2 separate regions of the Hordeum vulgare genome follow, and region 1 is linked to region 2. Evidence: chromatin contacts called from public Hi-C data. All regions are on one chromosome and are shown on one strand. The core of a region is the stretch at or near the end of the contact, and the rest is flanking DNA. Distances in the headings are between cores, read along the strand shown. Region 1 holds the start of LOC123398396 (probable serine/threonine-protein kinase PBL28). Region 2 holds the start of LOC123395556 (heat shock factor-binding protein-like).

What was found. Hi-C and Micro-C count contacts between places; a contact is called where the count stands out from the background.
Region 1: a Hi-C map of leaf shows a contact between it and region 2, with 3 times the contacts expected there. The contact joins the promoter of LOC123398396 here to the promoter of LOC123395556 in region 2. A contact is called at or near these places in 2 of 6 Hi-C or Micro-C datasets (leaf and seedling) and 1 of 1 datasets of contacts at active chromatin or transcription factors (embryo).

Annotation. Positions count from the first base shown.
Region 1 is chr5H:412,640,274-412,646,468 of MorexV3_pseudomolecules_assembly, reverse strand. LOC123398396 (probable serine/threonine-protein kinase PBL28) reads left to right here and starts at 3,566. Exons shown (of 6, transcript XM_045092872.1): 1 at 3,566-4,132; 2 at 4,242-4,540; 3 at 4,679-4,869; 4 at 5,411-5,881; 5 at 5,980-6,102. The coding sequence starts at 4,471.
Region 2 is chr5H:412,120,334-412,126,396 of MorexV3_pseudomolecules_assembly, reverse strand. It overlaps LOC123395556 (heat shock factor-binding protein-like), which reads left to right and starts at 1,894. Exons shown (of 5, transcript XM_045090569.1): 1 at 1,894-2,012; 2 at 4,656-4,709; 3 at 5,097-5,120; 4 at 5,209-5,251; 5 at 5,991-6,063. The coding sequence starts at 4,662.

The sequences.
Region 1 (6,195 bases), core at 2,317-4,816, 520 kb before region 2:
GCCGGCGGTGGTGGAGGTGGGTCGCGGAGCTGGACCGCAGAGCTGGGCCACGTGGCGCCGGTGCTGGCCGGCCCATGCGACGGTTGGGGGCAGGGAGCGGGGCGGCGCTGGCCTTGTCGTCCTCCAGCTCGAGTACGACCATGGCGGCGGCAGACCGGCGCACTGACGTAGGGCGGCACGGCTGGGGTCGGGCAACGGAGCAAGACGACGCGACGACCGGCGGTGGAGGGCTGCCGATGACTACTGGATCTGGTCGAGGCTGGCCCGGGTAGCGGGATCCAGCAGTTGGTCGGATCCGACAGGAGGCGCATTGCGGCGGGGCAGGGCGACGCGATCCAACGTCTGGGCACCGGTAGCCGACGGCGAAGAGGGGCTCTCCGGCGGCTTGCCGGTGACCGGCCGACGGCGGCATCTCGACGGAGGTGTGGTGGCAGGCGGCTGCGAAGGCGGGGTAGGGGGCTCTGGATCGGGAGGACCTGTGATCTGGAGCTCGAGGCGAGCGGGGCTGGCGGCTCAATCCGGGCCCGGGCGGGCCGGATCTGGGTTTGCAGGCCCACGCGGCTGGAGGTGGAAGGTGGAGGCGGCTGAGGCTAGGGTTAGGTGGTTTACGGTTTTCGAGGCAGGGGATAGGGTTTCCGTTAGGGGCAGGTTAGGGGTGCTTAAATAGGCAAAGGGGGCTAGGTTTAGCAGTTTTTCGCCCCGGTTTCAACCGCGCGGTCGGAATTGAACAATTCCGAACATGGGACGTGCTAAGTGGCCGTGTTGTGTTGATATCTGGAGACGAGAGGGGAAACAGGCGGCGCGGCAACGAATTTTAAAACACCGACACACGTCCGACGATAGACCGAAATACGGTGTCGCTACGGTCGACCGTTCGGGTACCAGACGGTCTCCGATCGCGACGAAATTCGACAGGCGGCCTAGCTATATCTAATCACGACCGCGTGCCAAGTTTCAGCTCGATCAGAGAAAGTTTTGCGCTCACTTTTAAAACAGGGTTTCGAACGATGCCGCGGGCGCGCGCGAGTGCGGTCGGGCTCAGAACGGTCAACGGCGAAAACCAGCAACTAACAACGGATGCAAGTTTTCAAATCTGGCGACACGGAGATGCCGATGCAATCTTGACGATGCGCATGATGCGATGATGATGCGACAAATTAAAATACCCACACGACGAAAACGGAAAGAAAAGGGGAATCTTCTGGGGCGTCTGCATCGAGCTGTCACACTAGGGATAGGAAACCCTAAAGGGAAAGGCACCTAGGAGGTGCCTTGGGGAGGGAGGACTCCTCCCTCTTGGCTGCCGCCCCCTCCCTTGGAGGAGGAGTTAGGGATGCGCCCTCTACCCCTTGCCTCTTGTAAATAGTGGAGGGGAGGGGAGGGCTGAAAACATCAAGTCCTCTCCCTTGAGGCAGCCCTCTCCCTCCCGTTTCTCCCGTTCTTCCTCATTCGCAGTCCCGAAGATGCTTGGCGAAGCTCTGCTGGAATTGCTCCACCACGCCATCGCGCTGGTTGAGATCCCATCTACTTCTCCTTCCTCTCTTGCTGGATCAAGAAGGAGGAGATGTCATTGATCCGCACGTGTGCTGAACGCGGAGGTGCTGTCCGTTTGGCGCTAGATCGGGACGGATCACGATTGGATCGTGAAGACATACGACTACATCAACCGTGTTATGTACGCTTCCGCTTAGCGATCTACAAGTGTATGTAGATTCACTCCCCCTCTCGTAGATGTTGATCTTGATGAGCGTAGGATTTTTTTTGTTTCCCATGCGACGTTCTGCAACATCCAATTCATCAAATGAGGCGCATGTCGGCCAAAACTTTCTTTGGCGTTGACAATGCTAGATGGGAAAGAACCGCATCCCTATGGGGTGTGCGGATCACAAGTCGGGGCGGCGGCTCCTGATGATGGCTGCGACACCGACCTTGTGGTTGGTGGTGATCAAGACGGCTATGGGTTCGGGGAAGTGTGGCTGCTGGTGAAAATCGGGCCGACTTTGCGTCGTTATCTTGAGGAAGACATCGTTAATGCAATTCTCGATTTCTCGCCCGGGCTGCTCTAGGAAACCCTAGATCCGAGTACTTCAGATCGGGCGATGACAGAGTGCGGCATCGTTCTTACTCCCGTGGGCATTGTTTCTTGGGACAGGTGATGAACGGAGGGGGTACTGAGGTGGAGTGGTGTGGTCTCTTTCGAGTCAAAGACGACGAGTCCCTACGGCGTGGCGCAGCGGGGTCTCGACGATAGACTCATGTTGATGGATGAGTGCAGGGCGATGGTGTTATCTCGCATCGTGGTGACGTCAACGATAGGCCGGCCATGGTCTATGCGTTGTTTCATGTTGTGAGGATGGCTTCGTGCAAGATGATGGTGACGACTTTTAGAACGTGCGTATGCGTGCACGCACGCATGCTAAGAGTCTACTCAATCGGTGTTCCGGTTTGAATGATGTATCTACATGTAAAGCCAGGGCAAGCGACCATGATCATGGTTACCTTCATTGTCAAACTTGTAGGTATGACGACACTTGTAAGATGGCTTCAGGTGAATCGCTGTTCTATTTTGTAAGGCTTTGTTGAATTATTTAATAAAAAAAGTTGCATTGATATTTTAATGCAGAGGCCAGTGTTCAGCCTCCTTTTCTAAAAATTACGGACTAGGCTTTCTATATATTTTTAAGTAAACTGATACTTAGCCCCACAAAAAATTTAAACTGATATATAGTTTTTCTCGACAGTAATTATAGCCTTTATTTAATATAAAAAACGCTCTTATATTATGTGATGTAGGTAGTACCTAACTTTGCACATGATGCTAGGCCGGATTTGAGACAAGCGGCTAAAACATATGGTTGCTGGAACTCATCTCGCTAGATGGGTAGATCCATCCAAACCTAACGTTATTAACATGACCGATCAGCACGTCAGAGCCACTAGGTTGTTCCGGCCCTATGTACTTCCATGCAAAGATCACAACCAAACCACACTTGGGCTCGCCTTGACTAGCCTAATCCTCTGGTTTTCCTGTTGACAGTTCTCCGAGAAGTGGCAAGTTTGGTGATTTGTCGCTGAAGCCTCGGCAACCACCAAACCTCACCTATAACGCCCCACAACACGTTGCCATCACCGAAATCGCGCATGGAAAATAAAATGCTTAAGCAGCACACTTACTCCTCCCTCTCCAACCGTCGTTTCACCGTGTCAAAATCATGCCAAGGATTGGGATCAGATTAATCTCCCCTTTAACTGACGCCAAAAGTACATAACAACCATCAACCAGTTGGGTTGCAATGCTTCCATGGTCTTATATGAGCTATATGAGCTCATGATTAATAATACTATTATATATGCATTTGTGATTCAAAAGGTGTGGCATATGAGATATGACCGAGTACTATATTCATGTGAAGATTTCTACGAGTTCAGAGGAGAGAAAGCTTCTTTGGCAACGGCTACATCGCAACCACCGCCACCTCTACCACCGCTCCTCCCCTCTCCTCAGTCCCTGGTCGCCATCAGGCCCTTGCGTTTCTTCCCCCCCCCCCCCCCCCCCCCCCCCCCCCGCAATGTCCCAATCACTCACCATCCCTCCAAGCTCTCTTTCCGCTCAACCATTTCCTCTTTGCAATGCACCAACCATGAACCAATGAACCCTCCTTCCAAGTTCCAATCCACCCCCCGCTGCAAGAAACAACTGACACCCGAATCCCGCATTCCCGCTCCCCGGCTTCCGCCTTCGCCGCGCCCTTCGCCGGCAAAGTTGATCGCAATCTCGCACCGCTGATCGGCCAGTGATCACTGGCCCATCGTCCATTTGGATTCGGGCATTTCTTGGCACATAAGCACCCTCCTCCTCCACACGCTTTGCTACTCCAAGCATGCTTGCTTGCTGCCTATTCCTTTACTTCTTTGCCAACGCTAGTAGGAGCCTTTAGGTGGCGCGTCTCGTCTCCTAGCTACGTAACTCCAAAGAGATCAGCCCATCTCCAAGGTTTTTATCTCGGAATCCCATCCCACACGCCTGTACTGCACTGCACGCACTCCTTGATCTCGTCCTCTCATCCTTCTGTCCCGTCCATCTCCTCCGTGCCGTCCCACGAAGCCTCGCGTCGTCTCTCGACCGGTTCAGGTTCAGCCTCGTCTCCGTTGTTATGCTTGTCCTGTTCATCATGTGCTTTGCTTTTAGGTGGCGCTGGGATTGATTTGTCTGCCTGGTTCTGAATTTCTGATACTTGCAGTGGCAGCCATTCTTCCAGCACATGCGCCTTTTGTTATAAAGGAGATGCAGGGGAGACTCTGTATCTTGGGCTGACTGGAGCAAGGAATATATTTGAGTCCATTGATCAAGGAAAGGTATATTGGAATTGGATACTTTTGGTTAGAAGGAAAAAAGTTGCGACGACAACGACGAAGGCGCAGACCGCAGAAAGCTTCGGGCAGTAATCTCAACTCTCAAGAGGCAAGAAGATGTTCAACAACATAGTCTCCACATGGAACAAGAGGAGGAGAAGCAAATCGCTTGACCAGTTGAATCCTTGTGAGTGCAGCCCTTTGTTTCCTTCTCACTTTGTTATCGGCATAGTCATTTGTCACTGTATATGATCATCTGTTTCTTCAGTGTAACATTTAAGGCTTGGCATGAGGAATTTGGTCATCTGATTTTTTGCTTCTGCAGGGGTGTACAAGACGGCCGAGCTGTGGCAGGTGAAGGAGCCGCTGCCGCTGCCCGCGCCGAAGAAGCGCAGCTGCTCCATGGTGTTCACCCTCAAGGAGATGGAGGAGGCCACCGGCATGTTCAGTGACAAGAACCTCATCGGCAAGGGCGGCTTCGGCCGGGTTTACAGGGGCGTTCTCAAAGACGGGCAGGTACGTTCAATTTCAGAAGATGTTGTTGTTTGTTTTGTCTCTTGGTACAATTTTCAAATTACCGAGTATGGGCAGAGTCTGAACACTCTGAAAGCAGATACGTCCCTTGATTTCAGAAGAATGTGGCGTTTTTGTCATTTAGCTTTTTATGTGCGTTTTTCAGATTATATTAGTGTTAGCACCAATGATTCTGTTTGGAAGAGAACTTCCTCTTTGGTTGTGTGCATTTGTCCTATTGATCTAAGTGTTTGTAGGACGCACACCCCTGACCTGAACGTGATAATCACGTCCGGCAGACAGCCAGGATCAGAGTGGTGTGACATTTGCTCATGGCATCCTTGTCAAGAAAAGCATCTGCCAACTACCAGTCAAATTAATAAGATCAAACACCAATTAATTCCAATGATAAATCATTAGTAGTACTGAATGATAAATCTGTCACCAGCTACTTCAGTACAACAGTTTCAACATTGTTTCTTGAGAGCTTTGCTTTGGACCATGAAAATGACCGACGTGTTCTTGTTGTTGTGAATCGATGAAGATTGTGGCCATCAAGAAGATGGACCTGCCGACGGCGAAGCAGGCCGATGGCGAGCGGGAGTTCCGGGTGGAGATCGACATCCTGAGCAGGCTGGACCACCCAAACCTGGTGACGCTAATCGGCTACTGCGCCGACGGGAAGCACCGGTTCGTGGTGTACGAGTTCATGCCCAAGGGCAACCTGCAGGACGTCCTCAACGGCATCCATGGCGAGGTGAGGATGGGGTGGGGGCAGCGGCTGCGGATCGCGCTGGGCGCCGCCAGGGGGCTCGCGTACCTGCACTCCACCACCGCCGTCGGCGTCCCCGTCGTCCACCGGGACTTCAAGTCCAGCAACATCCTCCTCTCCGACCACTTCGAGGCCAAGATCTCGGACTTCGGGCTGGCCAAGCTGATGCCGCAGGACCTGGACCTGTACGCCACCACCAGGGTGCTCGGCACCTTCGGCTACTTCGACCCGGAGTACGCGCTGGTAATGGCCATGACCCTTGCGCCATTTTTGCGGAATCCGCCGTCCTGATCGGGTTCCTGGTACTGGTTGCACTAACGAGGACTCCATCTCGCGTGCAGACGGGGAAGCTGACGCTGCAGAGCGACGTGTACGCGTTCGGCGTCGTCCTCCTGGAGCTGCTCACCGGCCGCCGCGCCATCGATCTCAGCCAGGGGCCTCAGGACCAGAATCTCATCGTCAAGGTATCTTCTCTCTCTCTCTCTCTGCCGGCTGCCGCACCTGCATCGTCCGGGACTCCCCGCCGGCGTCCCGGCGCTGCTGGCCCTCTCGGCTGA
Region 2 (6,063 bases), core at 645-3,144:
CATAGTCTTCGTATCACATAAGCTACTATCTTCTCTCCCCACATTCATGTCATGCTCGCTATAATTAAGGGTCACATCATGGACGTAACTAATGGTCGGTTCTCCGTTACTCCCGTATCAATTGCAAAGGAAATGATGAGAGGGTATTACTGCCACCTCTTTACCTCCACGTCCCTAACTTTACAATGTCAATAATACTCTTCATGGACATTCAAGGTGAAAATGCTGAGTGAGGCCCCTTGCACAACCTCCATGAAGGTTATTAACCGAGACAAGCAAACAAGGATTTCATACCATATAGACATTCATCACCTAAATATACTAGGGATCCTCCATATCCTCGAGAACTAGTGAATTGGGAATTATTCACACATAGAAACAAATAGCGTTATATAGATAATCATGAACAATAGAACAAAGTAATAATCGCAAGAGTCCACTAGGGTTCGGTATTACAAAAGGGCTGGAGATGAGTATGGGGACGGGGATGGCATGATTGATGTCAGAGTCTTCTTTAATGAGGCGATGGTGGGGTGGAGCTCTTCTTGCTGATTCCCCTCTGGATCCCTTCATGAGGCTAGGTTTCTTCGATCTGGTCGAGTTATTAGCCTTTATGTATGTCGTCCTCCCGATCCAAAGACACGGGAGGAGGGTAATAAAGTCGACCAGGGGGAGGTGACGATAGCTGGTACGAGCACTCACACGCGTACTAGACACTCTCTTCTCCCTAGATCCCTTATGCGGATGGGTTTGTTCCTGTTTGATCATGTCTTCATATGGTAGGTAAATATCAGGTTAGATGACATGATTTTTACACCATATTATTGGGATTTCCTCCTTATGCTTCAAAACTCCTTGCGGTTGAGATCCTGGTGAAGATTGACGAAAGGATGTGCACGGGCGCGATAATTTTTTGACAAAACCCTCAATTACAACACAAAACTCAAGATGAAAGCGATAGGGAATTGGACACATCAGTCTGTCATATAGCTTACATTTCCATCGGTACAACATTTCATGCATAATCAATTCATCCCATTCCACACCGTACATGTCGAGTAACTCTTTTCGAGTGTAACCCCGACATTTGGGAGTCTCAAAATTGTCTTCCGTCCAGGATCTGAGGGAACCCAATGATCCTCCCAAACTCCTATACTTGCACTATCTCTAATTCTCCTGATCAACCCCAAGTTTAAAGCTTCTCGTCCCGACCTAATGCCGTCCAAGTATGAGAGGCATTCCTTTTACAACCAATAGACATAAAATTCCCGTCATGATAATATTTCCCTTTCAAAACTCTAGCACATAACAACTCCAGCTTATAAAATGAAGTGTCATCCTTGCTTCTCTAACATAGCTTTATTGAAGAGTACAAAATCCTTAAACCCCATGTCCCCATATGCTCTCTCCCTCTCTTCCTAAAAAGACTTATGCCTCCTTTGCTTTGGAGGAAATGTGTAAAAATCAATAGGATAGAAAAATTTATATGATAAAATCTTGTAGAGTCCTCTGGTTTGTAGGAATAAGATCCTATTCCTATGAAGAAATTCTTCCTATCCTTCACATTTCATAGAAAAAAACCATTAGTTTGACTCAATGAAAAAAATTCCTATGCTGTGAACTAAAGGACTTCTCTCTTTCTGTTTCTGTTCATAGGATTTGAAATACATTTTCTTTTGAGGGGTATAGGATTTGAGGTACATGTCATCGCATTTTTTATGATTTTTCTAGCTATGAACTAAAAAGGCCTCATATAAATAAAGTAGAAAAAAGTGAAAGGAAAAGAAGAAAAAGAATCTGGAGCGGCCCACTAGACGCCGGTGGAGGGCCACATATTTTTATTGGAGCCCTTCCGTATTGTCTTTCTAGCCCAAGTTTCCTGACTGGCCGTCTCAATACCCCCATTCAGGCCCTCCCCTCCCTTCGTTTCGACCGCGACCTCCTCCGAATCCACAGGCCGGCGGCGACCTCCTCTTCCTCCGCCCCTTCCCCCGGCGACCCTAACCTCCCCGGTAAGCGCCTTCACCCCCTGCTCTCACATCCATCTACTGCTTTCTAGCACGCGTGCATCCTTACGTTACTCCCGAATCCGCTGTCACCACAGCCTCACCGATGCAAGCCGCCGCGAGATCGGTCGCCGCGGCACGCCGCCTCGCGCCCCGCAGCCGGCGCCCCCTCCCCCTCCCCCGCTTCTCCACCGCCTCGCCCTGCGATCCGCCCCCAGATCCGGGCCCAGACGTCGACCCAGGGCTCGTGAGCACGCTCAGCCGCGTGCTCAGCGACTTCCGTGGCCCGCGCCACGACCTCCCCGCCGCGCTCCGCGGCTTCGCGCCGCGCATCACCCCCGACGCGGCGGCCGCGGTGCTGCGCCGGTGCCGCCACCTTCCCGCGCCATCGCTCCGGTTCTTCCTCTTTGCCGCGGGGCTGCCCGGGTTCTTTCACCTGCCGGATTCGCTCCTCATCCTGGCCAATTCGCTCGCTGGTGCACGGCTCTTCCCATTGCTGCGCTCGCTGCTGTCTGACCTCCCACCGGCCGCGCTCTCGCGGGGCCTCTTCCCGCGGCTGTTCCGTGCGTACTCACGGGCGCTTCTCCCGGATGACGCGATCCGGGCGTTCTCTTCCATGGCGGGGTTCGGCTTCCACCCAACGCTGGCCGATTTCCACTCGCTGCTATTCGCCTTGTGCCATAATGGCCTTGTAAATCATGCTGAGCTCTTCTTCAGAGAGCCGGGGACTCATTTCGATGTCTCAGCCAAGACCTACACCATTCTGATCTCTGGGTGGGCTGTTGTGGAAAAGCCAGAAAATGCGCAAAAGTTATTTGATGAAATGGTTGAGAGAGGTGTTGAGCCTGATGTGCCTGCCTACAATGCGTTGATTGATGCCTTATGCCGCGGAGGTGATATTGCACGTGCACAGGAACATCTGAAAGATATGCAACAGAGCCGAGGACTTCTTCCAGATGCTGCCACTTATGGTCCATTCCTTCGTGCTGCCTGTGCATCCAAGGATGCTCGGGACGCTCTTCGTGTGCTAGATAGGATGCTCATGCATGATCTCACACCAAATGTATTCACATATAATGCTATAATTCGGTTATTGTGTGAACTGGGAGAGATTGAGGAGGCTTATAATATCCTTGGTGAGGTCATCACGCGAGGGGAAAAGCCTGATGTTTGGACCTACAACACACTGCTTAATGCACATTGTAAGAAGAATGAGGTGAACAAGGCTTTGAGGCTTATTGCAAGAATGGATAAAGGCTTGTGTGTGCCAGACCGTCATTCTTACAACATGTTGCTAAAAATGTTGATTGGTGTAGGAAGGATTGATAAAGCTGTCGAGGTTTGGGATGGGATGGAAATGCGTGGCTTTCACCCAGGCGCAGCAACTTATGCTGTCATGATCCATGGGTTATCTTGCAAGAAGGGAAGATTAGAGGAAGCCTGCAGCTATTTTGTGATGATGGTGGATGAAGGTATCCCACCCTACCAGGCTACTTGTGAGGTCTTGAGGGATAGGCTGACAAGGCATGGCCTGAGGGACCAACTTGAGGTCCTCATTGATAGGATGAGGCGGAGCACTTCCTGCACGATACAGGAAATGGCAAGTATCATGCGCAGTAGTAAGAGGGCTGATGAAACTAGAAGCGTGAGCAGTGACCAAGAACTCCCAGGGCATGATCTTGATGAGAATGAATGGAGGGGCAAATGGAAACTAGGAGACTAAAGAGTGATTCATAAAGCTTGCCTACAAGCCTTCAATGGTGTACTATTTTCTTGTTTGTCTCCCTATTGTACAACAGTACAACTTTAAGGTAGTAAAATGTCCAGTCTACGTCATATGGAAGTTGTACTAATACAATAGACTTTCCATTGTACTAATACAATAGACTAAGTAGAGTGGTTAGTTAAGGAAAATAGGATAGGATGCTCAATTTTTGGTCAAGCAATTGATGATGGAGTTCTTAGTGTACCTATCTTTTCCTTGTTACCTTTTCGCATGTGTACTTCTCCTTGAGAATTAGGCTGCTATGAATAAATTCCAACATTAAAACTGTTTCTCATTTGTTGATATGAACTAATATTCCACTCTAGCTTTTACCTTTTCATACTATCATACGTACCTCTGTCAAGATACTTCAAATAATTCTTTCAGCATGCCTTTATTGGCATCGAATGTAATACCTTGCTAATCTATACTATTAAAGTAGAGTTTGTTGGTTCCGTTTCCATCGCTTCCACCCCTCCCATCGATACATGCCCCCCCCTCCCATCGATTTTTTTCGAAACCATGCGATAACCCTAATTATTATTTTCCAAACCGACCCCACATCCTCATTTCTGGGGAAAGAAATCCCCTAGTTGTATGTACACAATATCAATCACATAATTTCTTTCCTTACCTTTGCCTATGGATTCCCTTCCCACAACATATCTCAATCTCAACCCAATTAAAATTTTCCTATGTTGAACCAATAGAATAAAGTTGACCCCGTTGCAACGCATGGGTATTGAGCTAGTACTATTTAAAACTCTGCTATCTCACCCATTATGAGTTAATATGCTGACGCATTAGTCATTTAATTTCACTATATGTGGTTCGTCTGTATAGTATCATTAGTATTAACTCATGTGCTGAACCTGTTTTTCCAGGCTAATATGGATTCAGAGCCCTCATCGCAGAACCCAACAGACATGACAGCATTTGTAAGTACTGATGTTATACACTTGTAGCATCATAGCATTGTAGGCACACCGTTCACATTAATAATATTTCACCTGTCTTGTGGTAGAATAATTGGCTTAACATAAGACCTAAACTATCTTTGATGACGTTGTGTATTCTTTATGCATCAAATTGGATTGTTTGCTTATTCTAGCAGTACTGAAAGTAGTTGCTATTTTAACTAGTAAGCTGAAAAACATCGGCGTAGCATTGTTGTAGTAGATGGTGAGGTTAACATTCAAGTTATGTAGTTGTTTCCAACTGCTGAAGAAATCCTATTTTGCCTTTGAGGAACCAGAGGTGGATCCCTTTGTTTAGCAGTAATTAATAATTTTAACTTTGTACTGATGTTATGCTTTCTATTTCAGGTGCAAAACCTCCTCGGTCAGATGGTGAGTCCCTTTGAATATGTTTTTGTTAATATATGCACTTGAATCTTTACAAACACTTTACACTCATTAACCTGATGATGGATTTCAGCAAACAAGGTTTGAGTCTATGTCCCAGAACATCGTGTCAAAGAATATCCTTATTTGCGGAATATCATTTCTTTCTACTACAATCATTTTTTTCATGGCCACATTGGATCAGTATCTTATGCCATCACACAGTTTATATTCTAGTATATCTGATGTCAGGTTATTATGATGCCATATGCATTTATGATGCTGATATATATATAAAACATTTGTATTCTACAATGTTATGCGCTTCTTTACTAGTTCGTGTTTGGAAACTTGTAACGTTTATCAACTTTTTAATATTAACAGAAACACACCAAATATACATGCATGTATGATGTATCAATATATCACACACCAGTAAACATGGAAATTGGAAACATATTGTCGTTTTCAGAAATCTATATGCTGCTGTTACAGTGCTCACCAACAAAACTAGAAGCGGTATACTCCAGTTTGGCATGCCTTAGGTCTGATTTTGTTTGTAAGATTGCAACCTTTTGTCTGATTGCTCAGCCATTCCTGTGCGTAGCGCAACGTTATAGTCCGTACTTCATAAGTTGATAATGTACCAAGGTTCTTCATACATCTGTGCTAGGCTAGCGACAATATTTTCACAAGCATAAAAATAATAATCGAAGTACCTATTTCTATCATATTGACATCAGAAACAACTCTTTTTTTTTTCTGCAAAATTTATCCCAGTTTGAGTGCATCAAATTTGAGCCAAGTTGATTGTTGCATGAGTTGTACACATGCTTGTGGGCTGCCATATTCTTTTTTTCTTTAACTACATTGCACTAGATGAAATGGGAACCAAGATCGACGAGCTGGAGCAGAGCGTCAACGATCTCAAAGCTGAGATGGGCACCAC